Regions from separate parts of the Mus musculus genome. Here all the other regions are linked to region 5. The links are chromatin contacts, called in public HiChIP or PLAC-seq, Micro-C and promoter capture Hi-C maps. All regions are on one chromosome and are shown on one strand. Each heading gives the region's core, a stretch centred on a gene start, on an enhancer-like site or on the middle of the called end of the contact. The rest is flanking DNA. Distances are from core to core; before and after follow the strand shown. Region 1 holds the start of Unc13c (unc-13 homolog C). Region 2 holds the start of Wdr72 (WD repeat domain 72). Region 3 holds the start of 4933433G15Rik (RIKEN cDNA 4933433G15 gene). Region 4 has its middle 180 kb from the start of Gm33459. Region 5 holds the start of Onecut1 (one cut domain, family member 1). Region 6 overlaps Wdr72 (WD repeat domain 72). Region 7 has its middle 200 kb from the start of Gm33459.

Region 1 (4,138 bases), core at 1,496-3,995, 890 kb before region 5:
AATACACACCAGAAGCCAAAGGTGTTAAAACGAGAACACAAAATGCAGGAGTCCCATGCCCCTAAGAGCTCAGAGAAGTTGTATGTACTACAATCGCTGAGGAGAAGGGAGGAGGGGAAAGTGTAGGAACTTCCTGGACAGATATTCAAAGACACTAGCTGGCCTTAAATGAGCAAAAACATGCAAGTGTTTCCTTCTCCACTGACCCTACCATCAATCACTCCCTATCCTACGCAAAAGTACTTCGAGTAATCGGTCTTTGCAAGAAGAACCTCCACGCTTGCACCTGTCTGCAATGATCCATGGGCTTTTAAGGAACTCCTTCTGTTTGCCACATACCTCATTGCTAGATACTAAAAGAAGAGCAGCTTTAAGAGGTATCATAGGACCTAGGAAGAAACTGGTTGATGTGGTTAGGAAGAAGTACACCGAAAGAGACTCCTTGGGGCCCATTTCACACGCGCACCTCCGATTCACCTGCACTCACACTGGTTTGTCCAGGTGCTGAGCTCTTGGGAAGATGTTTCAAAATGTCTGTGATTAAAGTCCAACAGGAAAGAACTGCTTAGAAAACAAACTTGCATCTTCCTCGCCTCCCTCAGATCTAAGTCCATGATTCTGCTGAAATAAATCCCAACCAAATGCCATGTAGTTTGAAAACAAATTAACTTTTTGGGTTTGGAAAAAAAATCAGTTCTCACTTGCCTATGAGATTCAGATATTCTTTACCCAATTTGGCATCAGTGTATTATTCTTAAAGATAAGCATTTATACAGTGCTCTGAAATTATTATCACATTTCTGCTAGGATGCCTCATCTACAGATGGGTGACCTGCACCACAGCACATGTCAAAATCCAAGCAACACACTGCGCTTCCTGCTCCCGTAGAGAAACCCTTTCTCTATCTTCTGTTCTTGTGATCTCAACAGCTGCTTGTAGATATCCACCCTATTCTAGTACATTCCACTATCCCAACAAGGACTTTGTAACAACTCATTACCTCATTTTGGTGTAAAGCCCAGCTCAGTACTCCAGACTGCTGCCACTTGGCAAAAAGAAAAAAAGAAAGAAAGAAAGAAAGAAAGAAAGAAAGAAAGAAAGAAAGAAAGAAAGAAAGAAAGAAAGAAAAGCTAAGTTTTACAAAAACAGAGTGATGATCTTCTGCATGGCCAAAGGTGCATAACTGATTTAAATCCTATTAGTTCTAATCTATAGCAGCTAATATATCATTTTAAAAAGTAGAACAGGAATTAAAAGTCAATGTCCTAAAGCTTTAGAAAAAAAAAAAAACCCTGTCACATAGACATGCAGAAGATCTAGAAACTATTTTATATACACAAGAAAGTATCGACGAGTCAAAAATGGCAAAATTCTTTCCTTAGGGACATTTCATTTATGAACTCCAAAGCACGGAAGCTTTTTAAAAACTCACAGTTCTGCACATTCTCCACCCACCTCTTTCATGTTGTTCTCTAAAGCCCTCACGGGAAAGATGAAATTCGGCTTTGTCACTTCACCCAGGTATGACTCTTGCTGGGTCTTTCTCTTTATTATACAAGTATGCTGATGACGTAATTGCAGAAGTTCGTTCTACTCATGTAGCTGGGTCTTGGTTGGGATTTTTTTTTTTTAAAGACTGCCTCCTTCTGTGTCATGGAACAGTTGTAAAACAGAGCCAAGCAACCTCACTTCTTAATAGTAAATCTTTATGATCATCACCCAAGGGACTGGTCCAGCTCTGGATAGGCAGAACCATCCCAAAGCTCAGCTGACCCCAGACCTGAGGCTCAGCTGCACACCTTTAGGTGACACCAACACCAGGCTTGGCTTTTAACCCTTTCCTAGAAGCGCCCAACTTTTAAATCTCTTTGACTTTCATTTTCACCCATTCCCAAACCTTAAGGGACTGAAGAGAACCCCCGACTCTTAGCCCAACCTTGTTTGCTCCTATGCAGTAATTCCCCTGAAAGTTGACTGCAAACTAAGCAAACAGTTATCATGCTGCATTCAAAACCATGATTTCCAATAAATCATAATTGATTATGAGCCTAGAAAAGCAAGCTTTTACAGGGGTATCCCCTATATGGATAGAACCGCACTGTGATTCAAAAGTGCGGAGAGAAAGAACCATTGGGGTGGGAAACAGACAGAGGCTAAGATTCATGCAGATGAAGCAGCTCAGCGAGGTAAAGAAAACATACCTGAGGGATTCTCCTTCTAAAAACGCACACAGGCCAGCTGGGTTGTTGTTCCCCTCCTTTGAGGGTAGATGTATTTTCCGTCCAGGAATCCCCCTTGCAATTGTGTTCCTAGGCTCTTTTCCTTTATTCCAGCCACAGATAGTTGCAGGAGGCGCAGGCAGCGTTCCTGCGCCCGCCCAGACTCAAGTGCAGCCGGGCATGCCTTTGCTCAGGAACCCGGCTTGCGCGCTGCTCTTATCAATTCTATCGCGCTCCCTGGGTAGCCTCCAAAGCAATTTTACAACTTAGCTGCTGGCAGGAATCTGCCTTTCACTCCTCTCCTTGCCAGATTCCTTGGGCGGCTCATTTCTCAGCCCTTTCTCTAAGAAGGCAAAATGGGATCCCTCTCCTTGTTGTTGTCCTGGCTCACCCACAATTGACAGTGCAGAGCAGCAGCCGAGGAGTGTGTGCTGGGAACTTCACACAGCGGCTGCAGCCCGGGATCCTCCGATTGCAGCAGAGACCTGAGCTCCTAGCCTCCTCCCTTGGAGTCCAGGCTCCCTCTGCTGCGCCAGCTGCATAGAGCCACTCTAAGAGAAGGCTCCTCAGCCCGGATCCCTAAGAGATGCTCTGCTGCCAGGTGTGGTCATCACGACTTAAGCACACCTCACTAGCAGGGTCACGGCTTCCTGCTGGGGAAATGAATGGATGTGGATGCCAGGTGTTGCCTTCATCCCTGGGTAGGGGAGGTGGGGATATAGGGGTGGGGGCGGGGGCCGTGGGGATCATAGGTGACCACCATAGGGCCAATTTTGCTACTTGCATTAGTAAAACAGATAATTATTAAATTAATCATGGTATTTAATAATAATTATTATTTCACATGCTATTGACTGTGTTTGGAATCACACAAAGTCCACTGTCTAGTCTGGCAAGATACCCTTAACAGAACCCTTTTTTTTTAAAGAGGGAGGCAATACCTTGGCCTTCTCTCCCAGCAGGGTTGTTTTTTGTTGTTATTGTTGGGTTGTTGTTGTTGGGTTTTTTTTGTAAGCAGTTGTAAATATGAAGGTTGATCCCTCAATAATTAGGATTAGACACACATACACTTATCAAAGTAGGCAATAGAGAAACATGAATGCTCAAAGGATTTTCTTTCTCCTGCAATAATGTCTTCCAGATCTGGCTGAGAATTGAATGGGGCTTGCTTTTCCTTTTAGCTTAGCTGAGTAGAGGAGGTGGGGGGAGTAACCACTCCTACTTTCCATCAATTAAGCATTTTTTAATCCTCTAACCCTCCTGTTGAAACAAATATAAAACGTACTGCATCTTAAAATAGAGCCTTAAAGAAGCTCAAGTCTGGGAATAATTTGTAGGCTTTAAGCTGCATCTGGTGTTCTGGCTTACTTATTTTATTTCCTTTGCTTTGTAGAAAATGAGAGGATGGGGGCTGGAGATATGGTTCAGCCCCTCCCCATATATATATAAAGCATTGACCATATAAGCACGGGGATACAAGTTTACACCCCTGGCATCTTTATACCAAGAATGGATGGTGCACGCGCGCGCACACACACACACACACACACACACACACACACACACACGAGCGATAATTGAATGGTATTTTCCCAATCAGGAAATCCTATCAACTAGTGGCTAAGATAGAATCAGATGCACAAAGTGTGCATCTGACTTATAAGCCATTATTTCAGCCCATGTAAGGATAGGAATAGGAATGTCAATTTTAGAGATGACACTCCCATCAACATGTGAGATGCAGCAGCAGCAGTGAACACACCCAGTGAAGCCCATTTAAACAGTTTTGGATACAACTTGTATAAAAAGGCCCATTCCAGGGCTGAGGACATGGCAGTCAGTAAAACGGTTGGTTGCTGTGCAAGTTTAAGGCCCTGAACACAGATGCCTAGAGTCCATGCAGAAGGCCTGCACAGGT
Region 2 (3,860 bases), core at 704-3,203, 750 kb before region 5:
TTCATTTAGTTTTTTTGCTGTCTCACCGGCGTCCTGGGAGCCATCTTAGATCTAGTGCCAAGTACGGCAGATCAGGACTCTTTGAGGAGTCCCAGGAGCCTGTGCCGCCTTGCTCTCCATCCTACTCCACATCCCTCACTGTTTCCCCCTTCTGTTTTTATTTCAAGGCTAAGGACTTCGCAGAGGAGCAACTTGGTGCACAACTTGGTTGAGCCTTGACATTTTGAGGGACAGGGAATGTCCTATTCCCACAAGAGTGGCTGGGCAGGCTCCTAAGAATCAGCAGCTATGATAGCACTTACCAGCAGGAACAGGTATAGGGCTCTATTTCACGTCCTTCTGGAGACATTCTCTGTGTCTGGTTTACAAGACCTTGAGGTTCCCCCAGGTCACCAGAGTGGTTGGCTGGGGATGACCTTGCCACTGGCTTTGTCACTGTGGGCTTCTTCCTGTCCATCAGTAGGCTGTCAGGAGGGCGCTGTTTTATGACTGGTAGTTACCTCTCCTCTTCCTCGTGTGACTCACTCAGCAAGAGCTTCTGCAAGGTTGTCCTCGGCAGCTCCATCGGCTTCATCAGTACCTTCCGCAGTGCTGGGCTTGATGGATCTGCCAGGAACGCAAATAAGCTTATCTGGTCTTTCTGGGAAAACACAAACTCCAGTCCCATGGTTAGCAGAGGGACTGAACCCTTCCAGGTGAGATCTATAGGGTCTCTCAAATAGACCAAGGGCAAAGGAGTTATTCTTGGCAGCATAGCCCCTCCGTGTTTCTATGATGGAGAGAGACCCTATTTGTCAACATTTTAAAAATGTATCCTGGGGTAAAGTTCCCATGATGTTACATTTTTACAATACTTTCTTCAACCCCAAAGCTTCTCCCCAGATCCTATTCCTTGTTGGTTTTGAAAGCATCATGGATTGACACTGGACCTAATAGGGTAAGACCCAGAACAGCAGGCTGGCTTATAAAATCCCAGGTTACTATGGCTGATCTCTTAATAAGCAACTAAGTCTTGAGTTGTTCCACACTCAGGCCCCTGTGAAAACTCAAGCCTCTGCCCAGGACATTGAAGGGAGTCTCAGAGACCAGGCACATTTGGACTTCCTAACTTTGATGCATACTTAGGGGTCAGAACTCATGATGGAAGTGAGGCTGTAACTGGACGAGAATCGGCACCACTAAGACATAAAGATAGCAAGAGCAGAGATGGGAACAGGAAGGTCTTTCCTAGATCTATAACCTAGGACTCGGTCATCCTGGGCAGGATCCCATGTCCTGAGCACTTGAGAAGCCGGATATTATAGGGGTGTTGGGGGCTAAAAATCTCTGTCCACCTATTTGCAGGGGTTCTCCTAATCCAGAGACCTCATGGTTTGAAGGATAAAAGAACTGGGTGACCCAAGAATGGCAGAGGGCCATTTTTCCAATCCATTTTTCCAATCTACCCTGTCAATTAAAATACTTGACCATCCTCTCCTCCCCCCCCCCCCGCCCCTTCCCTCCCCCTGAACAAGGTCTCTCACAGCCTGGAGCACAGGGCTTTAGCCAGGTTGCTGGCCTCGGGGATTAGCCTGTCTGCCTCTCCCTAGAACTGGTATTATAAGTGCACAGGCCTCCAAGCCAGACATTTTTACTGGCTTCAGGACCCCATTCTTGTGAGGGTTAGCATTTTACTGCCTGAGTTTTTTCTTAGCCCTCTTAGCAGTCTCAACAGTGCAACCCAGCTCTCCAGACTCACGGGGAATCTCTCACCCCTCATTAAAGTTCTTAGTGCTCCTGGCACCTTGGCCCTTTGCTGGGTGCAGTGTCCCTGGAAAGATCGGCCCTGGTCAGCGGCAGGCAAGTCCACTATAGGAGGGCGGTGGGAAGCAGGCAGACCAGAGCCAGCTGGGTCAGCGCCGGCCTGGGCGGGGCAGACAGAGGCCGGTGGGGGCGGATCCGACCTGAGGCCTCTGAGCCCGGCCCTGTCACCTGTGGGCTTGGTTCAGCTCCGGGAAGGCGCCCAGCTCCTCCCTCTCTGGGAGTCTGAACATCCGTGGGAGTGGGCTGCGGACAGCTGCATGTAGTGTCCCCACTTTGGGTTCTGCTGGGAAACTGCTCCCGGGTGCTTTGGGAGAGTTCTTTTTTTTTTCCCGTGAAGAGAGTTTCTCGGACTTTTCAACTAGCTCCCTCCGCAGCAGTAGGAAGAACCCGGTGGAGGTGAGCTCTTACTGGCTGTGACAGCTGAAGGCTGCTCCCAACACAGAGCTGAGGAAAGCCCCTGCTCCCACCTGTAGCCGAGACAGCCAAGAAGACCTGCTTAACCAAGACCAGACTCTTGTAAGTTTGGACGGGGAGAGGCTGAAAGGGCAGGGGGATGCCTGTTCTAAGAAAACTGGGTAAGGTGACTTGCTAGCAAGACTCCCTCTAGGGCAGTGTTTCCAGTCCAGCAGGAATCTTTCCTTCCAGCCCGTTTGTGTACAGTTAACAATGGTAGAGCCCAGCTCTGCCTTACACTCTTTCTTCTTCCTCCTGGAGGTCGTCTGTCTCAGGAGTTCAAGGTCAGCTGTTGAACACTAGGCCAATTTGGGAGAATACTTTTTCAGCTAATGCACATACTCAGAATCTGTCGTCTCCCTTTTCTGTCTGCCTCTGTCCCTGTGCACATAGAGGGTTTTCGCTTTCTCTATCTTCCCAACTCCCCCCTCCTCACCCCACCCCCACCTTTAAGTGTATTTTCCCTATACAATATTTTTATTAATTCTTTGGAAATTTTATATATGCAAACAATGTATTTGGATCATTCATAGTCACTTCCACTCTGTCCCTTAATCCCACCTAAATCCACTTCACCATGGCACTCCTCCTTCCCAACATCAAGTTGGTTTTTATTTTTTGTTTGTTTTGTTTTGTTTTGTTTTTAAATAATCCATGGAGTCCGATTGTGCTGCCCACATAACATGTGTTAGAGCCCTCCACTGAAGCATGGTCCATCTAGTAGGGCCACACCCCTACTACCTTGTCCTGGACTTGAAGTCATCAGCTGTTGTTAGCTCCACTGCAAGGGGGTGGGGGCCAGTGAGCCCCTCCTCCTACTTTCTAGGAATCTCAAGAATTCTGGAAAAGTAAGCTCTTTTTCTAACAAGTGCTATGCTTACTTGCAGTCCATCCTCCTCCTTTTCCTCCTCCTCCTCCTCTTCCTCCTCCTCTTCTCTCTCTCTCCATCACCTGTTCCTTTGTTTCCTTTAGTTCCTTACTTAGTTCAGTACTAAGTCCCTCAAAAGTATATTCAAGAATACACTAAAAGAGAAGGGTAGTCCTTCCTGTGACACTCTAAAAGGAGGATTGATTTTCAAAACCACAGAAGTCAATCTTCTGTGTTGAGTCCAATATCACCACTTCTTTAAGGGGATAGATATTTGTACATTGGAACTTCTTTCTCAAGATAATGTCAGTGGCCAGACTTTACCATATGCAAAGGAACTTTCACTGTCTTTAACCAAGAGGGGACATAAGAAATCTGGGGATCTCATGTGCATGCTCTCTCAGTCTCATGGAGAAGGAGTATGGTTAAATCCTGAGATATTTGGCAGTACCTTGAAAGTATTGTTGTGGACCATTCCAGGGTTTTTAGGCTGCTGCTCTCAGATATCCCAACAGCTTCACAATTTGCCTGTTATTTCTGTTAATAATAATAATATTTATAATCACTCATAGTGGTAGCCTCTGTAACTGCTCTGCCAGCTCATTGTAGGTGAGACTTCTCTGAATCACTTTTTAATGTAGTTTTTTTTTTTTTAAACCCGTTTTTAAGATATCTGGGGGCTGGTGAGATGGCTCAGTGGGTAAGAGCACCCGACTGCTCTTCCGAAGGTCCAGAG
Region 3 (4,114 bases), core at 1,019-3,518, 550 kb after region 5:
AAAAAAAGCCACGTAGTAGTGGCGGCAGTGGGCAGGGTGAGTCATCACCCAACTCCAAAGTTGCAGCCTTCCTTCTGTGCCTCCTCCCACTGGACCCCAGGCCCTTCCCCGGGTCCCCTGAGTCAGCAGGCCTGCGAGGTTGTGAGTTCTTAGTTCTCACATCCTCCGGGAACTTACATAAAATGCTGCAGCGCTCTCGGCACTTACACTTGTCTTTAAAACCGTTGTCTTTTCTACTGAGAAACTAAATGTTCCGCAAGCCAGTCCTCCCCAGAATCTTTTTTAATCGCAAAAAGTGGGCAGGCTACTTTAATCCTCTCCTGCAAATGACTAAACTGCAAAATATCCTCATATAGAAAGCTGACTTTAAACAATGTTTCATTTTCCCAGGGTCTTTTTTTTTTTTTTTTCAGGAACAGTAATACTGAAGCGATAGAACTGTCTGCTCAAATCTGACAAGCTTCCGAGATGACAATTATTAATTGGGACATCAGTAAAGCAAGATTTATGATGTAATTACATTAATACAACATATATTTTTGTTAAAGCAGCTTACAAACAGGTTTTTAACAACTACAAGCTAAAGATATGTTTCTTCCACTCAATTCAAAATTATTTCCAAACACTAAAATCTGTCATTTCTAGAAACTCTCAAGCTGGGGACAATGGTGCACACGTGTTAAACCCAGCAGGAAGCCGAGGCAGGAGAATCGTTACTCAAAGCCTAGCTGGGACTACGTGGCGACTGTCTCTGCAACCAACAAAATCCCTTTGAGGACTGGACCCTGGTTAGACCCCACATTCTTCTCAAATTCTTTCCAACGCAGTTCTCCAACGTTAAAGAGACAGAACGTCAAAACCCAGAATTTTACCAAAATAAAAACGCTAGAATAATCAACAATTTATTCTGAAGCTAGCTGCTCTTCGTTTGATGGCCTGAGAACGTTTTTATTTCCCCCTCTGACAATCATCTATCTGTATCCATAAAAAGTTAATACTGCCTCCGGACTCTTAGCAACGAACACGAACTGTTTAGATACTGTAAAGAGACCTAACTCCCCTTTACCAAGTCCCTGCGCTCCATCTTTCCTACTTTCAAGTCAAAGAAAGGTAAAACACGAAAGCGATCTAAAGGAGCTTGCTGCACGCAGCTTCCCCAAGGCACCTGAGCCGGAGAGCCAAAGCCAGGCAGGAACAAAAGGCGGCCGAAAGCCCTCCACTCCTCACAACTCCCAAGTCCGATCATAACAAGCTCCAAGTGAGGAGGCCTGTAACCGGTAACGTACGTTTTCATCAGGGTGTTTTTCCGGATCACACCTTAACGTCCGGAAAGGTGTCAGGAGCCCTGTCTCAGGCCGGTCCCCGGCACCTCGTGGACCGCCAGGCACAAACTTGGGCGGACTTAGGGGCAGGAGCAGAGCGCTACGCAACGTGCCGGAGACTTTGCCCGGCCGGAGTCAGCTGAGGCCGAGTCACCCGGGCAGGCTGGGGAGGGGAGGAGACAGGAGAGCTTGAGGGAGGCAGCGAGCCAGGAAGGCAAGCCTCCACCGCCTCAAGCGCTCCTGGACCACCGCCCTCGCCTGCGCGTTGGCGGGGACTCGAACCCGCGGAACCGGGCGCGGGCGGCGGGGACTCGAACCCGCGAAGCGCAGCCCGGTGCAGGCGGCGGGGGCCCGCCAGCTATGCCTGCGGCCGGCTGCCCGGCGAGGGGCGTGCCGGGTGGGAGGGGCGCGCCGGCCGCGCCGCCAGCCCCACGCGGGGACCTGGCCCTCGCAGCCGGCCGCGCCGCCCGGGCTGAGCGGGCACACGGAACAAAAGCGTCTTTGTTGAGCGGCGGCCGCCCGGAGGGTCACACACAATGGACGCGGGAGCCGGCGCCGCCGCCGGGCCCTCTGCCGCTCCCTCCCGCGCCGGCCCGCACCCGGCCACACACACATACACACTCACGGGACTTCTCCGACTCATCGACAGAGTGCAGGGCCCGCGGACAGCCCTCAAGGTCGGCTCAGGTCTCCGGCTGTGCTGGCGGCAGCGGCGTTTCCGAGGCTCTCGCTTTGCCGCAGTCGCCGCCATGTAACCCCGACCCGCCAGAGAGGGCGCGGAGAGAAGGCGGGGCCTCGCAGAGGCACGCCCCCTCACGTCACAGGCTCACTCCACGGCGGCCCCGCCCCCGCCAGCCGGGGAGCCGCACGCGCCGGAATTTCCAACGCCCGTGACTGCGCGCGCCGCGGGGGCGGTCGGAGCTGCACGCGGCCTGCTGGCGGGTACACCCCGGCCTCAGCTGAACCACCGCCCAGAGTGTCGTACCAAGTGACCCGACAGGGCGAGCGTCTGAACGGCTGCTGGGTCCCGTGCTGTCGGGAGGAAGTGGGCGAAGGCGAATATGCTAGGCCAGATTGTTGAGCAGATAAGCTCAGGGTGGTGTTGGGAAGGCCCCTGGGATCGGTCCCCGGGGTCCGTTGGCTGCTTCTAGAAGCATCCGCGGTAACCAGGGAGGTGAATGAGTGAGGGGTCCTGGGAAAACTGAGCAAAAGCTCAGTCAGCAGGGTGGCTGGCTTGTTGAGATCGCTGAGACCAGCCAGAGTTTGACATAGGCGTGCTGAGAAAGGTAGATAGCTGCCCTTCCAGTGCTTAGATGAAATTTAAGTATTTAGGAACTTAGATATAAAAAGCACAGGGTTTGCCTGGGAGTAGTGGCACATGAGTTAACTAGTCTATGTAGTGCCAGGACAGCCTATGCTATATAATAGACCCTGTCTCAAAAGGCTGGGAGAGCTTGTTGTTGTACCCCTGTGATCCCTGTCTTGGAGACCAGAAGGATTAGAAGATACAGTTAATCCTTGGCTGCATAGTGAGTTCAAAGCCAGCCCAGACTACTGAGACCCCGCCTCACAAAAAAGAAAAATGAGAGGTTCGGTTAGCCCTTTCTATCAGTGGTAATTGACCATCCTAAAGAAAATATGGCCACTGCAGTCCATGATCCACTGTAAGCAGCAAACCCCTTTCAGAGATGACACAGTCACTTGAAGTTAAGAGCTTGAGAGGAGCTTCAATGTTTCCTAATACAGAGATACATTAAAATATATGCTTTGTGAGACAGCATCTCTCTATAACTCAGCCTGCCCTAGCACACCTAATCTCCCTGCCTTAGCTTCCCCAGAGCTTGGATTATAGGCTTAGGCAGCTGAGCCCAGCTCTATTATATTTAAAGCAATACCATCTGAATACCAGGAGAAGAGCAGTAATGCCTACAGAAAGCGAGATTTACAGCTGTTGAGTGCAGCCGGCACTGTGAAGTTCTGCTCCACCGACCCACTCTGTCCTCCCTCTAGTTCCTCCTGATGGACTCTGGGACCTCCATCTTCCTCTAATGGCTGGACCCCCCGGGGTGGTGGTGGTGGTGAGCATAAATAGCAAGCCGTATGCTTTCTCTCAGAAAGTTTATAATGCATCTCTGCTGACTTCCATTAAAGCCAGCCATATTGCTTTATAGGAGTCAAAGGAGTCCACGATGTTAAGTGTTTGTGGAATCTTAAAAGAGAGGTCAGGGTGAGCTAGGTACAAAATTTTGGAGATTTGGTTTATGATAGGCCTTTCATCAAGGGGTCTTGACTGGGACTGAGTGGTGTGACAGTTTAGGATGGGAAAGGGAAGAGTTTTGAAAGAAGTCTAGGAGAATTTAATGTTGGATAAGCCCAGAATCTTGCTGGGGGCGGGGGGTGGGGGGAGGGGGGGTGGAAGGCGAGTTTACCCTGATGAGTTTAGTCACTTATGTGTTCTTTCCAAAAATAGGCTTTGAGGAAGTCCCTGCCTGAAAGCGCGATAAGGTATTTGCAAATTCATCTTCCTGGATGAGAATTTCTTGAAGTCGGTCATGCGTATAAACCAAGTGTGGTAGTGAACGCTTGTCATCCCAGCATTCTGCAGGCTGAGACAGGAGAATCTTGAGGTGAGGTCAGCCCTTGGGGTTCCAAAGCAGGCAAGCAATCAAGCAAAAAATGAGAGACAGCAGCAGGGAGTGCGAATGACCACATTTCATTATATACGTGTATGAAATTGCCAAGGAATTTTTAGGAAGAAAAAGGTCATGTTTGTATGCACAGCTGAATTTTGT
Region 4 (3,958 bases), core at 1,319-3,818, 510 kb before region 5:
CCTGACCTCAGAGCCACCCTATTGATGACAAGGGAGCTGAGCTGAGGTATTCGCATACAGCCTTGTCCATTTAGCTCAAAGGACTCTATAAGAATAATTCCAAACTCTAGGAACTAGAACTCTGGGGCCACATGAAAGATCTTTTTCATCAGAACCTGGTGGACACAATGGCTTATGCTTTGAGCTGATGCTTAGATGAGATGATGTAGAGCCCTGGAGGAAAGTTATGAACTAAGTCCATGAGGCAGGTTATATATCAGGTCATATTCTACTTGGTCCTTCTACAATTTGAACCCAAAGTCCTCCCAAGGAAAAGAGAGGTGTGCTCTAGCCTCTTGAATCAGTCTTTGGTTGCTTCATACAAACAGAGTTAGTACGGACATGCTACATGACAGTCAAGGATCAACTCTTTGGAAGTCATGTTCATCTAAAACATGTGAAACATGTGCCAACATGCTGGAAGGAAGCCCAAATGACCAGGTGAAAAACACATACAGAGGCCAGCACAGGAAGTAGGATAGCTCAAGATGGCCCAGCTAAAGCCATATACAGCAGAGAGGAATTGTCTACTCAACACTTTGCCCATACCCAAGATCCATATACAAGTATAATACTATTGTTTTGAGCTACTAATTTCAAAGAGTAATTTACAGGTAACTCTAAATCACCGGAACAGACAAACATTCTTATATACATGAGTGGATGGACTCCTCCATTAGGAATAGATCAAGCTTTGAACTGGGGCAGAAGTTTGCGTGTGAGACAGGCATGAACTAGTAAATGGAATCCTGAATGTGGTGGAACATTATCATATGATGTAGCCTGTGTCAAGGGCAGAAATCCAGTGCATTCATTAACTGTAGAACCCTGGATCTTGGGTGATTCACCTGTAACTCAGAGGTCAAGATAATATTCAGCTCAAAGGAAACACTCCTGAAGTTAGAATCTTGTTCTAGATTTTATGCTGCTAATTTGTTATATGCAACCAAATAACTCATTGCAACAGATCACTGTGTCCAGACACTGAGTTTATGCCTCTGCTGCATGCCCTGTGTCCACCCTGATAAAAGGAGAAGCTCTTGTTTGGCTTTTTCATTCTTTGGAAACACTTTCTCACCAGTTCACTGTTTGTCTAGGAACCTTTCACCAAGACAACTACCATAGGATAAAAGCAGACACAATCCTTGTGATACCCACAAAGAACATGGGAGAACTGCTTGTGCATTTTCATGCCCAAATAAAGTTGTGGAAAAGCACAAGATTTACTCTTCATTGCAGATGTCTCCCAAATTGAGCAAACATCCAAATTGTCCAGAATTCTTGCAGATCTCAACCTTTGCCAACCAAGACCTACATTTGTAAACACAAAGCAATGTTTTCAACAGGCTCATCATGGAAATGTAATGGGTGGAAACTTAGTATATGACATTGCACTGGAAATTCGTGAAATAATTGAAAGGTAAGAGACTGGCTAAGTGGCTTGTCAAAGATGAAACAGGAGGTCTGAGCATCCCCACTGGGGTGGAGAGCGTCCTCACACTCCTGTTCTGGAGTAGGGGGTTTAGATAGGTCTATGCTTTATCACACACTGAATTACCCTCCAAAGAAAACAAAGTCGACTTCTCTAGGCTGTGTGGCCTCCGCTGATAAACAGAAGCAGCAACCACATTCCAGGGTTGCATTTTCCCTCCTATCCCAACCCCCCTTGATCCCCTATGTTCTTGTTATTGATTTCTTTTGCACACTCTAGACCTTTTCCCTAAAAGATAGATCTTTCTGATTTTTTTTTCCTCTCTAAATTGATCATTTTGATGCCAGCTCACTTTGGAACCTGTGATTAGTAAATATAATAAATCACCAGTGGTGGGCTTGCCTTTGTAGACCCGAGGTTTTGATGCATTCGTTATTCCTACTCAGGAAAATTATAACTGATCAGAATCCACTTCCAAATCTCCATGGGAAATGGGTTGGTTGGGAATCTCACTTTATGTTTGGGAATATAGGCTCTGAACACTGAAAAGGGTTAAAGGAACCTGCTAACTTTTCAAGAATACATTTTAAACATTTCCTTCCTAGCCTCTCCACTGAGCCAGAGATATTTCTCACAGTTTAAATCTGGTTGGTTTTGGCCGTTCTGTGCCTCATGAAAATTTCAGGGCGCAGGCTCAAGAGACTCCATCTCTTTGTTTGAAGCTTGTGGATGACCGGAATCATTTCTTAGAGGTGTGCCCCAGGATTGGCAGGTCATCTGTCTCTTTGTCCTCATCTATCTATCCTCCTCCAAAAGGGTCTTTCAGCAGATGGAGTTAACAAACTGCACATGAAGCAAAAACCTAGATGTTTATATATTCCAACTTTGTTGTTTACACAATTTTTTTTTCTTTTTAGTGTCTGTGATGAGGAGTGTCCTCTCGGAGACATGAGGGGTGGGCACAGGCTTGTTGACATGAATCCCTCCCTGGGATTACACACAGGCTCACATTAGAAGCAGCAGGAGGGTGTTCAGGGGAGAGAATTTCAGGACACTGTACTGAATCCGAGCCAGGGGTCATGACCTTGCCTATTGATTCAGTCTCTCTAATTTCCACAGCTTGCTGAGGCCTGTTCTTCCAGCCTGCTGGTGTACATTAGAACAGAAATCCATAACATGGCCATGTTCATCCAAGCACAGGAAGAAACTAAATTAAATGTTAAAAAACAATCTGAGACTGGACTTGGAGACAATTCATCATGGTCCTAGATGCCAGGCAGGTGGGATGGCCAAAGATTCCTTGGCCAGCAGACCCCCACTTGGGACAGGGAAGGCCTGGGTGACTCATTTGTCAGTTGTACCTCAGAGAGTCAGGAAACACATGACGGTCAGCTCTTTTGGATGTAACCTATTTTTTGTTTTGTTTTGTTTTGTTTTGTTGTTTTGTTTTTGTTCTCCAAAATGAGATATTATCCATCGAAGTGGGGTAGCTGGGTCAGAAGGAATAAGGAGAAAAGAATTCCTTATGAAATCATGTGCAAGACAGCAGATACAAAATTCCTCAGAGCTAGTGAGGCCGTGCTCAGAGGTGGCTGGTCTGACCTGTGTTTGAGGAAGAAGAATGTCTCCTGAGAATCAAAAGTTTCCTCCTGGGTGATCGGAAACCAGAAAAATAGTGCTCCTGACACCTCAAAATGAAGCCCGAGTATGAAGGTGTTGGGAAACTGACACCCTGATGTTCTAGACACCCAAAGGTTCTCTTTCACTCTGGTGACTTCACCCCAAGTGAACAGGAGCGAAAGAAGCATGTCTCAAGGTTTGCCGAATGATACCCAAAGTGCCCTTCCCTGCCTCTCCAGCTGCTCTCATTTATATTAGACATGATCCTCCTGCCATTTATCTGCCATTTAATTATTGATTAGTCTAAAATGTTTAACCTGAAGGAAGCATCACTAATGGCAGGTTGTTCTGCCAGGAGCCCTGTGGCAAATCCAGGGAAGCCATCCTCAAAAGAAAGTATCCCAGAAAATCTCATGTGGGGGAATAGGAACGCAGAGACGTGGGGGCTCTTCTGTGAAAGCCAGCCGCTGTGTTTTGGTGGCTGACAGCAAGGATAGTTTAGAAGTTGATAGGCTTGCATCAAGTAAGAGCAGCAAGCTACCCTCTCTCAGAACAGATTCAGACTGGCTGCATGAGCTCTGTTCCACTGGGGTAGGTTCAGCATTACCTACTTACAAAAGAAGTGGGGTGGGGTGGGGTGGGGTGGGGTGGGGTGGGGTGGGGTGGGGTGGGGGTGGGAGGGTCTCTAGACCACTGTATTGTTTCTATGCTAATGTCTTACTGGCATATTCTGGAGAGTTTCTGAGAAAGGGGGTAGGAGTGAAAGCAATGGGCAGAAACATAAATCTGCAAACAAATCCATGTTGATCTAGAAAAAGAGAGCTAAAAGATGAAAGGCAAGAAATTAGATCTATAGACTTAGCACAA
Region 5 (3,626 bases), core at 544-3,043:
AGTATTATTTTGGTTTTGCCAATGTATCCCCCCATGACCTTTTCCTGGGGGGTTCAGATTCCTAAATGATCATGACCAAGCTGGCTTGAAGTAGGGTCCACAGGAATTATTTGGGTAGGATGGATCCTGTTCTAATGTTGAGACCCAGCAGAGTTAGTCTTCTAGGAAGTGTTTCTGTACCCACTGACCTTGACTGTGGGCCTTGTGCTGTTAGAGGCAGGCACTTGGGTTAAGAGATGAGCCTGTTTGTACCTTAACTGATGAGATTTCAGGTTACCACACCCTGGGTTGACCACACCAAAATTTTCTTATAGACCCCACCACCACGACTCAATCCTAGGCTCTCTGAAAACCGTTACAAGGAAACACAGGCGGTGGGTTCTGTGTTTGGCACAGAGCAGGCCTCAGACACTTTGTTCAGTAGCTGAGCCCTGAAAGCCCGCTCTGAGGCTATCTTTATTGTGAGCACCGCTAGCCCCAGGCTGAGACTCGGCGCTGACCCGGCCGTAACTGCCAAGGGCCTGACAATGGGCACATCTGTCCTTTCTCCAAGGGATAAAAGCACCTAAGCAGACAAGGCTCTGCCTTTTGTTACGGACTTTTTTCTTTCTTTCTTTTGTAAATAAAAGAAAGCCGCGGCATGTGGCGGCCGGGTGTGTGTCCCACACTGGGGGCCTCCCCACGCGTCCCCACCAGGCTGAAGGCCCGGGTTCAATTCCGGATTGGAGCGTGACTGTGACAGGGGCACAATTATGCCCAAAGCTGAATTGATTTTCAAATCTGGAGGCTTCTTGCAGGGACGCCAGGAAAAGGAAAGCGTCCCTGCGGTCCAAGCCGCTCGGCTCAGCCGCGTGCACTCTGCCTGCGTGGGGTACTTCTTCCAAGCCTCTAGGTTCTTTTCTAGAAAGGCTGTGGAGTAACTAAAAAACCAGCTCCGTCCCCCCCCCCCCGCCCCCTTCCATGCTAACCAGGCCCTCTCTCCTGTCTCCCTCAGTATCCCCCAAGCAGAGTTATCCAAAGTGGGAGAGCTATCTTAATTGGGAGCAAAGTGACAGACCTTCTTTGAGGTCTGGGACAGTGAGGGGTGGCCTCGATCTGAGTGCTCCTCACTGAGCACAGATTCCTGAGTGCTCCTCGGCCCCGGGCTCAGATGGAGAAAGGTAGTTCGAGGAGTACTTGAGAGGATCATGGATGGCAGTTCGGGATACAGCGTCCCGACCTAGGCCTTCAGGGTATATACACGTCCCAAGTCCCCGTAGGACAACTATTTAAGGACAGTGAATGAGTTGGTCTCCAGCGATCCTCTAGGGAATAAAGCCCAATGGGCGAGTGGGCTTTGGGCCATGACATAGTTTCTACTCCCCGCCGGTAACCTGTACCGGGAACTAGCAACTCAGACTCAGGGGCTCTGGTTCTCAAACCTAGCTGGCTCACGGTGACAGAAACCAGGCAAGAAAGTCCGGATGGAAAGAGAGAGGGAGGTAGTGAGGAAGACCAGGAGGTAGCAAGTCTCCGAGGACTGTGGAGGCGGCTCCAGGTCGCACTCTGCGCGCGTCCCGTGCACGTGCTCACTGATCCCGGGCCATTCGGCGCCGCTGAGAAAGCTCTGTCCCCCCCACCCCCACCCCACCCCCTCGGTTCATTTGTGCTGGGACGTCACGGAGCGCTGGGACCGAGGGGGCGGGGCCTGGAAGCGCGCATGCGCGCTACGCCCGGCGGGCGTGAGGGCGGGCAGCGGCAGCGGCGGCGGCTACGGAATCGCAGCCACAGTCTGCAACAGTAACCGAGCCATGGCTCGAGCTGGCGGGCGGCACAGGCAGGCAGCAGCCGCGGCAGGCGCACGGGCCGCGTCAAGGGAGCCTGGGGCAGCAGGATTCTAAGAAGAGGGGCGAGAGGGGGCCGGGCTGGGTGGGCTAGGGGTACCGCGCTCTCCCAACAGCACGGGTCCTTTTTGGAAATTAATATTAAAAGAAAAAAAAAAGACAGAGGGGAAGGTGGGAGCAAGAGAGAAGGCAAGACACACACAGAGAGAGCGAGAGACACAGATCCCCACAGTGAGAGGAAGAAAGGCCACAGTCGCAGGCAGCCGATGTGAAGACTGGACTCCTTGCGCCCCTCGCCGCCTCTGCCCGGCCACATCGATGTTGCAGCCCGCTCGCCCGCATCACGATGAACGCACAGCTGACCATGGAGGCGATCGGCGAGCTGCACGGGGTGAGCCATGAGCCGGTGCCCGCCCCTGCTGACCTGCTGGGCGGCAGCCCTCACGCGCGCAGCTCCGTGGGACACCGCGGCAGCCACCTGCCTCCCGCGCACCCGCGTTCCATGGGCATGGCGTCCCTGCTGGACGGCGGCAGCGGAGGCAGCGATTACCACCACCACCACCGCGCCCCTGAGCACAGCTTGGCTGGCCCCCTGCACCCCACCATGACCATGGCCTGTGAAACTCCCCCAGGTATGAGCATGCCCACCACCTACACTACCTTAACCCCTCTGCAGCCGCTGCCGCCCATCTCCACCGTGTCCGACAAGTTCCCTCACCATCATCACCACCACCATCACCACCACCACCCACACCACCACCAGCGCCTGGCGGGCAACGTGAGCGGTAGTTTCACACTTATGCGGGATGAGCGCGGGCTGGCCTCTATGAATAACCTCTATACCCCCTACCACAAGGACGTGGCTGGCATGGGCCAGAGCCTCTCGCCCCTCTCTGGCTCCGGTCTGGGCAGCATTCACAACTCCCAGCAAGGACTTCCCCACTATGCTCATCCCGGCGCGGCTATGCCCACCGACAAGATGCTCACCCCAAATGGCTTTGAAGCCCACCACCCTGCCATGCTCGGTCGCCACGGGGAGCAGCACCTCACGCCCACCTCGGCCGGCATGGTACCCATCAACGGCCTTCCTCCGCACCATCCTCATGCCCACCTGAATGCCCAGGGCCACGGACAGCTCCTGGGCACAGCCCGAGAGCCCAACCCTTCGGTGACCGGCGCGCAGGTCAGCAATGGAAGTAATTCAGGGCAGATGGAAGAGATCAATACCAAAGAGGTGGCGCAGCGTATCACCACCGAGCTCAAACGTTACAGCATCCCACAGGCCATCTTCGCGCAGAGGGTGCTCTGCCGTTCCCAGGGGACCCTTTCGGACCTGCTGCGAAACCCCAAGCCCTGGAGCAAACTCAAGTCGGGTCGGGAGACCTTCCGGAGGATGTGGAAGTGGCTGCAGGAGCCGGAGTTCCAGCGCATGTCGGCGCTCCGCTTAGCAGGTGAGGCGCTGGGCGCGTGGGCGAGATAAGGGACTGACGGTGGGAGGGAATGAGAAAGGCTGGGCGCGCTTCGTCCCGCTCCGCCTCCCCTTTCTTCAAGAGAGGTGTCCCTAGACCTGGAAGAGCCAGCTCAGGGAGTCAACCTCCTCCTCCTCCTTCTCCAAGGGCTCAGCGCATTGGGCTAAGGGAGGCTTCGAAGACCGAACAAGGTGGCCTCCGCGACTTCGGGGTTGCGTTTGTGCTCGGGGACAGAGCTGCAAGGTTTTGAGCCGCGGGCAGAGAGACTCTTGGAACCTGGCGGAATCTCAGCGGAACACAAGAGGGTTTAGGAAGGGACGAAGCATACCAAGAA
Region 6 (3,628 bases), core at 440-2,939, 670 kb before region 5:
TAACCTAAACATATAAGTTTGGATGTAAATCCAAACTACATTTGCATTTACATCCCAGTTGGTTTGGTATTTAACCTTGATCTGACCTTAGTGTAACATCTCACATAACTCACTGAGAAACTTTATTCAAGTCTTCTCTTGCCTTGTAAAACAGAAATGGCAACCTGCTAGGAATTCTGCTACTTAACACCTTATTCAAATAAAAAGCTAATTTTTATTATTTCTTTAAGTTTGTATTTATGGGTATATGTACAAGAGTGAAGGTGCCTATGGAGGACATAAGAGGGCAGAGGATCCTGGGGCCAGAGTTACAGGTACTTGTAAGTCACCTGATGTGGATACTGGGGACTTCTGAAAGATCAGTGTGTGCTATTATCCACGGAGCCAAATATCCAACGCAAAAAAATTACTTTATGGTTTTTTGTTGCTTTATGTTTCATGATACATGAAATAACCAAAACACAAAATAACTGAAACATAAAATAACCAAAGAGAACAAAATAATGGTACTTGAAAAATCTCACCTGTAGATTCACATGTAAAATAAATTAAATCTCATTGAGATAGTATCACTATTATTATTAGTATTAATACTATTAGTATTATTAGCAGTATTAAATCAAACTCCATTTTTATTTAAATATTCCGTTATCAAAATTACGTTGCATTAGAAGAGAGCAAGTAGTATTTATTTGAAAATAATTGCATTATATAAAAATAGAGGGCTGGAGAGATTGCTTAGTAGTTGACCATATTTGCTGCTCTTGTAGAAGACCTGAGTTTAGTTTCTAGCACCCATGTCAGACAGCTCACAAATGCCTGTAACTGCATAGCATCCTGGGCACTCTTATAGCATTCTCAGGCACTACAGCTACGCGGCATATATATATATATACACACACACACACACATACATATATATATATTCAAAACTAAAAATAAAACATATAAATTTCCCATGTAGATTGTTCCTTTTTACCTCTTTAGAAGGTAATTTGGATGGCATCCCTTTTGATAGTTGATCAAAGTATAAGTATCATGGGAAACATTGTATAAATTTGTAAGAAAATAGAGTTGTTATTAAACATTGAAACCATTCAATTCTCTAAGTTTGGTGTTCTGTTTTTTGTTTTAAATATTTCACTTTACTCAATCTCTCCTGAGAACACAGTGACTGGCTGGTAGCATCTCCCTGTGTCAGGCAGTATAGAAAAACCTGTAGGAGTAATGGTATGGCATGATAATTTGCTTTTTGAATCATATATGAAACAATGAATATTTTTGACAGCTAACCATTCCTCAGAAGGTTTTGCAAGGTGAATAAAAGCTTCCTTAATTGATAAAGCTTAAAAAAAAATTAACTGCTTTGTGTAAAAACATCTTATCTCACATTTAGTGGCATGAATTTAGACTTTCCATTTATTTTTTTTTCATTCAGAAAGTTACCTCAGACACAAGAAAAACTATTAGAGGCTGTCACAGCTTTGTTTCAGAACCTACCTCAGGAGGTCTGGTCCCCACAGAAGGAATAAGCATGGTGAAGTGACTCCAGCTGCCGGCCTCCTGCACAGGAGCCACCCTGATTTTCCTCAGAGGACTTCAAAGCCTGGCTCAAATCTAAACATTCGTCAGCCATGTAAATCAGGGTTACAAAAGGAAAAAGCGCCTATTTCATGGTGCACGGCTGGCGAGAGCCCAGCTTTGTGCTGCACGTGCCGGGGAGGGGGGTGCCAGCCACTGATGGGCACTGCTTCTACCCCTGTGACAAATGTAGTTAACACCCGATCCATATTAATGTTGTCACGTTCCCTTGATGTATTTAAACAGATTTTAATTATTTCCAGCATTCCGAGGCCCCAAGATATACGGCCTCATAGTTCTTCAAAGAAAGCTTGTTTAATGTGTGAACGTAAAACCTCTCATCAAAATGGAACTTTGATACTGGCCTCAGTGACTGCCACAGGTTATTCATCCAGTCAGCAATTTGTGTGGCAAAGTGCCATTTGAATAGCGTATTGTTGGGGGACTTACGGTCCACTTGACAAGGGCTCTTTCTCTAAATAGTACAATTTGACTCCAGCTGTTAGAGATTGCCTTTGACAGCAGCCACACAGAACGGAGACTCGCTGCTGAAAAAAGAAAAATCAATATCAGCTTCTTGCTCCTAGGAACCTGTTCTTTTCTTTCCTGTGGACCTATCAACTGCCAACGAGGGTGGAGACGTGGAAGCTTAAGTATTGTTTTAAACGCAGTCCACTTTGAGATTCCAGTTAAGACTTGCCATGGACGGTACCAAAGTAGAGTTTTAGGATATGGTTTCCACACCCTGCGTCCTGTTGAGTCACAACTACAGGGCAGTTGAATCTGGAATCTCTGTACTCTGAAGAAAAGAATTACTGTTTAAAAAAAAGACAGAAGTGTGGGCGGTGTTATAGAGCCAGACCAACGACTTCTTGATGCTTTCTTGTCAATGTGTCTTCTACATTTCTTCTCTTCTTCTGTGTGTGTGTGTGTGTGTGTGTGTGTGTGTGTGTGTGTGTGTACATACATATGGATGGCAGAATCTTTTGTGCTGTGCCCATGGCAACACCAACAGATGTTGACAGTGTTATGCTCCCAAAGTAGCCTTGCAGGTTTGGAGACTTTTCCAGCACTATTTTTTTAAAAGCATACAAGGTTGCTATGATACCTGACGGGCAGTAATAGCTATTGAATCTCTTAATTTCAATAACTCCACATGAGGACCCCTTTCCCTCTCTCCCTCTTTGATTGGATCTGTCTATTATTTCCTCTCTGAACAGGCATCTCTCTTATTACTAGACATTATGTTTAACATACAGCAGAGAAAGTAAAATTGCATCCTCGAGATGAGGAAAAAAAAGTCTTAGGGTAAAATCTTGAACCATAAAACATTTCAAGTTATAAAAACCTTTACTGACTATTGATCTCCCAGGATTGCAGATACAATTTGTTTAAATTATTTCTTGCTTTGACTGTATGTGATTTTGGATTTTTATTGGTATTTCCCTGAGATGTCGTAAGTCTTCATCTAAGGTGTGTTGAGTGGAATGTGGAAGAGCTGTCATTTTTAACATAGAAAATGCCAGTGTGATGTGTCCTTTCTCAAATGCTTTTTCATCCCGGTCGGCAGGAACAGCTGTTGTCTTATTACTCTCTGGTCAACTCTGCCTTTACTGCGTCTTTGGCTGCAATAGCAACTGAAAATTCATAAAGCTGATAGTCCAATTGTGAACAAAGACCTTTAAGGCTGACTCAAGGTCAACGTTATTGTTTTTATAATTGCTGATAGGTAGCCCTGATTTCTCCCAGAGAAGGCCTTTGCTCAGCCTTGATTTCTTCGAATGTTATCTCTTTTGTTAATTCTCAAGGAAGAGTTTTCAATGAATAAATGTTTATACTACCTCCTAGTGCTCCCTGCAGCCTGAGTCTACGTCATGACCCTTCCCTTCAGTGTCCCACCAGTCCTATTGGGATGTGAAGCTCTTGGATCTTTAAGATATTCTGGAACTAAAATCTTTCTATACTTATCAGCTAACTTATTTGTGCATGGGAAGGGTGGTTAGGGTATGGGGTGGGTGGCAGAGGAATCAATCCAGCACAGAAACTT
Region 7 (4,078 bases), core at 613-3,112, 540 kb before region 5:
ATGCTAAATTTATATTAGATAAGTAATAGATAGTAGATAGATAGATAGATAGATTCTGGTTTTCTTTTAGCTTTAAATTTCTTTTCTCATACTTGAAAAGAACTTCACAAATTATAATTTTAGAAGAAAATGTTTGCTAGAGTTCTTTAAGACTTTCTGTCGTTATTCCTAATGATTCTTGCAAACTTAAATTTTTAGCTGTGGTACATCTCTGCAGTTGAACCAAACAATTCTCAGATTAAAGGACTAAGAAATCAACAGTGTAAACACTCTAGTGTGTGTGTGTGTGTGTGTGTGTATTTGTATACCCTACCAACATAATTTATTTTTAAGTAATTGTTTTATTTTGGAAATTTATATTTCATTGTACTCAACCTGTCAGACCACGATAGCCATGTCTTACTATTCAGCTACACCCATTCAAATTCTTCCCAGTTCTGTCCTCCATACTTAGAGAGAGAGAGAGAGAGAGAGAGAGAGAGAGAGAGAGAGAGAGAGAGAGAGGACATCAGCATGCAGGATGCCTTCAGAACATTTAAGTTTAGCAGATCAAGGTATCAAGATAGGGGTTGGGGCACTGGGGCTGTGGGGTTCCTATTTTTCTGGCTAATCTTCTCTAATCTTCTCCATCCTTCTCTCTCTCTCTCTCTCTCTCTCTCTCTCTCTCTCTCTCTCTCTCTCTCCCCCCCCTCCCCTTCCCTTCCCTTCCCTTCCCTTCCCTTCCCTTCCCTTCCCTTCCTTTTGCCCTGTCTAATAGAAGATCTACTATGAGGGAGGAGATCATGAAGGCTCTTGATTGTGAGTGAACCCTCTACAGAAGCAAACTGTCCAATCTGTGAAGGGAGAAAAATAAATAAGTTTCTGTCCCATGGAATTGAATAAATGTCACCAGTGGCTACACAAAGGAGTTGCTCACAGAAGTTGAGCTATTTAGTCTCTCTCTCTCTCTTTCTCTCTCTCTCTCTCTCTCTCTCTCTCTCTCTGTGTGTGTGTGTGTGTGTGTGTGTGTGTGTGTGTGGTGTTGTGTTACTATATGCCTTCCATATACAGTTGGTATTTGCTTCACATTTCCAATATATGCTAATATTAGTATCCTTCTCAATTGGCATGGGCAAAACTGTGCAGTCTGGGGTATGTCTTTCTATGCTGGTCCTGACCTTTCACCTGAGATACCTTTGCTGTCCTGTGACCCATTCCACCTGTCACTAGAGCATCGCCATGGTTAAATTTTTACAGAGTGAAGAATACATCATTGCAAAGCAAACATTTCTGAGATTTTTTTTGCAACTGTGTTAAAATGCAGCTTGGATATTATCAGATACGTGTATTTACCCTGTGCTGTGTCCCACACAGCTTGTAAATATTTGATAAGTGTTACCTTCTAATTCCTGATAACATTATGAAAGTGCTAAGAAATGTTATGGCCGATAACCTTGTTCTGAGCCTGCGATTCACATTTACCATGTAGGGTTATTGATTGACTAGAACAAAATGATTTTGTTTTCAGGGAAACAAAGTCTCTCAGAGGCCACATTCAAACTTTCCCTTCATTTAATTGTACATTTTCCAAGGACGAAGATAAGATTTTTTTTTTCTTGCTGTCTCGCAAGAAGGTCAAGCTGGGTCTACGTAGACCAAATATTTATGACATGCCCGAGTGTGCAGTTCCCTAATGACAAATGTGTGGTGATGTGACACAGGGAAGCTTTTTTTTTTTTTTTTTTTTTTGTGACAGTGATGTTGACCGTCTGAGTTGGGCATTTACTTAGGCTGCGTTGCTGGGAAGCGAGTACCTGGTTCTTCATGAAGAACTGCATTTCCCAGTGAGCGAGGTCACATTCTGAGGTAAACCCTCCAAGCTCAGCACAGCCGGGTACAAAGGCACCATAGAATTAGAAAGAATCAGCCATTCTTGCACAAGCCTGAGAGAGCTTCATTCCAAGCCTTTGTTTGCATCAAACAAATTTAGTTCATTGGATAAAGCATCAAATAATTGGCCCATGGATGTGAGTCAATTAGTAAAGGGTTTGCCTCACACACAGTCAGCTCAGAGTTCTGTTCCCAGCAACATGATCGTAAACCAGATATGGTGGTGCCTATCTGTAATGTCAGCATTTGGGTGGTGAGGGCAGAGGATCCAGAGTTCAAAGCTATCTTCAGCTGTATAAGGAGTTAGAAACCAACCTGGGCTACATAAAACTCTGTCTGAAAAAAAAATAGAAAAAAAATCAAATAAGTTAAAATTTGATAGGAGAATATTTTAAAAATCTGCACACTATACCTGTAGTTGGTTAATATAAAGATTAAAAAATATTGCATGCTATCAACACATAAGATGTCAATTATCATAAGAAGCAGCAACTATAAGAACCACAAGGCAGACTGGAAAATCTGCGTGGTGTTCTTTTCTATCTCTGTACTGCTTGCAGCAAGAGTGTCCCATCAGTGAAAGTTCAAGGATCTATAGCCAGCTATGATGCTTAGAGATGTCAGCATAGATATTTGACAAAATTTTTATTTTCAAATTTCATGTATACATGTCCTAAGGATTAGCCACACATACAATGCATCTGTTTCCTGAAGCTATTGGTTCTATTTTTTTTTTTTTAAGAAAAGAAAGACGTGTTTTCTTTCTCATGACTTTAAAAGCTTTTAGGAGCAAAACAACGCCTTGATTTTTACTTGAGGTAATCTCTTAGTATGTCCTGTAGTATTTTTGAGGAACTGGAAAGCTGTTCTTGCTACTGTCCTGTGCCTGCAGCAGGCAGAGCAGGCAGAGATCACATCATGTTTCTGCCCTAGGAGCCAGATGTGTGAGAGGCAAATCAATAATACGGAAGCATTTAACAGACCAGGTAATGAAGAATTCCTGATAGTCCCCATATATGACCATCCCAAGTCCCTTCTATCTCTCCCTATTTAATAGTTTTGTGACACTGTGTGCTGAAGGAGTTGAAACATGACTGCTTCAGCAGCCACTGGGCTTCACAATCTGGGGAGATGCAGTCTGAAATCAGGAGATATTTCACAAGGACCAGGTCAGGTAGTAGCGAAAGAAAAACACTGAGTCACCTCATCAGTATTGGGTAAACAGCAGATGGCAAAATGGCCATTCCAAACAGCAGAAGCAGCTCAAAGTATAAAGCCAGGCCAGATGACTTCTTTTACCAGGGGCCCTTTAGTTTCAAGCTTGCCAAAATGATTACAGTGGATATTTACCAGGTAAAAGAATGGCTTGTGTCCTTCATGGTGTGCTCTGATTTTTAATCTCTGGAAACTTTACAGTGAAGGTAGGTCATTTAAATGCAAAGAGTTACACAATTTATTCTTTGTCACCAAATAAATAATAGCATAGCAGTTTAAATGTAGACTCTTCTGTCTCCATTGAATTCAGCTGTTATCCCTTCCAGTGAAGTTTTCTCATCTATGAAAGCAGACTAAAAATGAAAATGTTTCTAAACTTCACAGTCCTATGCTGGGCCAGCAAAATGACTTCCGTAGGTAGAGGTGTTTGCTGCCACACTTGAATGTGACATGAGGGACCCATGTGATAGAAGGAGAGAGACAACTTTTACAAGTTGCTATTGGACCTTCACAATGAATTGTACCATGTGCATGCCACACAAACACATATGTACAAATAAATAAATGAAATAGAAATAACTTAAAGCATGATAAACTCAGTCTGTCTAAAAATGTAGAATTCATTTATCATGGGACTTCACCTCAAGAAATGGCCAATGTATTCAGCCAATAATACCCTAAAAGGAAAATTAGAGACTATAACACCAATAAACACTTGTAAGATAAATGATGAATAATATACAAACATGGGGGAGGTCACTGATAATTGAAACAATTAGTGCTGGAAAATAGATTGGAATGCAGTCTTGGAAGGAAGGGAAAGCCATTTCCTGTCACAGTGTGAGAGAGGCTGTACCCTAGAGTTCAGGAGGACATTCCACAAATATTTACAATACCCCATAACAGGTTCTGGCTATGATATATGTTATCCCTAATGCTATTTTTTTTGAGCAATTTTAAACTGCTTCATTCTGTAGAATAGAAAACTAATAAT

What was found. Promoter capture Hi-C pulls out the DNA fragments that hold promoters and counts their contacts. Hi-C and Micro-C count contacts between places; a contact is called where the count stands out from the background. HiChIP or PLAC-seq counts read pairs in DNA pulled down with a chosen protein or histone mark.
Region 1: a contact with region 5 is called in an H3K4me3 HiChIP or PLAC-seq map of embryonic stem cells, with 7 read pairs. The contact joins the promoter of Unc13c here to the promoter of Onecut1 in region 5. A contact is called at or near these places in 1 of 39 promoter capture datasets (hippocampal neurons) and 4 of 115 datasets of contacts at active chromatin or transcription factors (acute myeloid leukemia, embryonic forebrain, embryonic stem cells and 1 more).
Region 2: an H3K4me3 HiChIP or PLAC-seq map of forebrain shows a contact between it and region 5, with 7 times the contacts expected there. The contact joins the promoter of Wdr72 here to the promoter of Onecut1 in region 5. A contact is called at or near these places in 19 of 39 promoter capture datasets (the 3T3-L1 cell line, 3T3-L1-derived adipocytes, the C10 cell line and 11 more), 2 of 15 datasets of contacts at CTCF or cohesin (large pre-B cells and stem cell-derived epiblast-like cells), 2 of 484 Hi-C or Micro-C datasets (the CH12 cell line and pancreatic cancer cells), 14 of 115 datasets of contacts at active chromatin or transcription factors (craniofacial prominence, differentiating embryonic stem cells, embryonic basal ganglia and 10 more) and 2 of 9 other capture datasets (adipose tissue and embryonic stem cells).
Region 3: a Micro-C map of embryonic stem cells shows a contact between it and region 5, with 3 times the contacts expected there. The contact joins the promoter of 4933433G15Rik here to the promoter of Onecut1 in region 5. A contact is called at or near these places in 1 of 39 promoter capture datasets (pre-B cells), 1 of 484 Hi-C or Micro-C datasets (embryonic stem cells) and 1 of 115 datasets of contacts at active chromatin or transcription factors (microglia).
Region 4: a promoter capture Hi-C map of liver shows a contact between it and region 5. The contact joins the enhancer-like site here to the promoter of Onecut1 in region 5. A contact is called at or near these places in 5 of 39 promoter capture datasets (cranial neural crest, embryonic stem cells, liver and 1 more), 5 of 484 Hi-C or Micro-C datasets (embryonic stem cells, liver and nephron progenitors), 16 of 115 datasets of contacts at active chromatin or transcription factors (astrocytes, differentiating embryonic stem cells, embryonic basal ganglia and 10 more) and 1 of 9 other capture datasets (embryonic stem cells).
Region 6: an H3K4me3 HiChIP or PLAC-seq map of neural tube shows a contact between it and region 5, with 8 times the contacts expected there. The contact joins the enhancer-like site here to the promoter of Onecut1 in region 5. A contact is called at or near these places in 11 of 39 promoter capture datasets (the C10 cell line, cranial neural crest, embryonic stem cells and 7 more), 1 of 15 datasets of contacts at CTCF or cohesin (large pre-B cells), 10 of 115 datasets of contacts at active chromatin or transcription factors (craniofacial prominence, embryonic basal ganglia, embryonic forebrain and 7 more) and 2 of 9 other capture datasets (embryonic stem cells and pancreatic islet).
Region 7: a contact with region 5 is called in a promoter capture Hi-C map of liver. The contact joins the enhancer-like site here to the promoter of Onecut1 in region 5. A contact is called at or near these places in 15 of 39 promoter capture datasets (the 3T3-L1 cell line, 3T3-L1-derived adipocytes, the HPC-7 cell line and 9 more), 10 of 484 Hi-C or Micro-C datasets (the AML12 cell line, liver and nephron progenitors), 19 of 115 datasets of contacts at active chromatin or transcription factors (astrocytes, differentiating embryonic stem cells, embryonic basal ganglia and 11 more) and 2 of 9 other capture datasets (embryonic stem cells and liver).

What each region holds. Positions count from the first base shown.
Region 1 is chr9:73,966,292-73,970,429 of GRCm38.p6, forward strand. It overlaps Unc13c (unc-13 homolog C), which reads right to left and starts at 2,746. Exons shown (of 33, transcript NM_001081153.2): 1 at 2,203-2,746.
Region 2 is chr9:74,108,381-74,112,240 of GRCm38.p6, forward strand. It overlaps Wdr72 (WD repeat domain 72), which reads left to right and starts at 1,954. Exons shown (of 20, transcript NM_001033500.3): 1 at 1,954-2,319. It overlaps Gm33407 (a long non-coding RNA gene), which reads right to left and starts at 1,904. Exons shown (of 4, transcript XR_379627.2): 1 at 1,753-1,904; 2 at 303-606.
Region 3 is chr9:75,407,916-75,412,029 of GRCm38.p6, forward strand. It overlaps 4933433G15Rik (RIKEN cDNA 4933433G15 gene), which reads left to right and starts at 2,269. Exons shown (of 4, transcript NR_040719.1): 1 at 2,269-2,851; 2 at 3,793-3,949. Mapk6 (mitogen-activated protein kinase 6) reads right to left here and starts at 2,101. Exons shown (of 6, transcript NM_015806.5): 1 at 1,948-2,101.
Region 4 is chr9:74,346,478-74,350,435 of GRCm38.p6, forward strand. No RefSeq gene overlaps it. Among named protein-coding and RNA genes, the nearest start is that of Gm33459, 180 kb to the right of the region's middle. Within about 2 kb of position 2,569, at least 8 of the 459 cell types and tissues checked have an H3K27ac peak or open chromatin away from gene starts, as enhancers often do. A contact at or near this core is called in embryonic stem cells and liver, where this site is marked.
Region 5 is chr9:74,860,128-74,863,753 of GRCm38.p6, forward strand. It overlaps Onecut1 (one cut domain, family member 1), which reads left to right and starts at 1,794. Exons shown (of 2, transcript NM_008262.3): 1 at 1,794-3,274. The coding sequence starts at 2,170. It overlaps Gm33562 (a long non-coding RNA gene), which reads right to left and starts at 3,009. Exons shown (of 4, transcript XR_870924.1): 1 at 2,935-3,009.
Region 6 is chr9:74,185,267-74,188,894 of GRCm38.p6, forward strand. The region is part of intron 14 of Wdr72 (WD repeat domain 72); the gene reads left to right. Among named protein-coding and RNA genes, the nearest start is that of Wdr72, 77 kb to the left of the region's middle. Within about 2 kb of position 1,690, at least 21 of the 459 cell types and tissues checked have an H3K27ac peak or open chromatin away from gene starts, as enhancers often do. A contact at or near this core is called in embryonic basal ganglia, embryonic limb bud, neural tube and 1 more, where this site is marked.
Region 7 is chr9:74,323,104-74,327,181 of GRCm38.p6, forward strand. No RefSeq gene overlaps it. Among named protein-coding and RNA genes, the nearest start is that of Gm33459, 200 kb to the right of the region's middle. Within about 2 kb of position 1,863, at least 11 of the 459 cell types and tissues checked have an H3K27ac peak or open chromatin away from gene starts, as enhancers often do. A contact at or near this core is called in extraembryonic endoderm stem cells, hepatocytes, liver and 1 more, where this site is marked.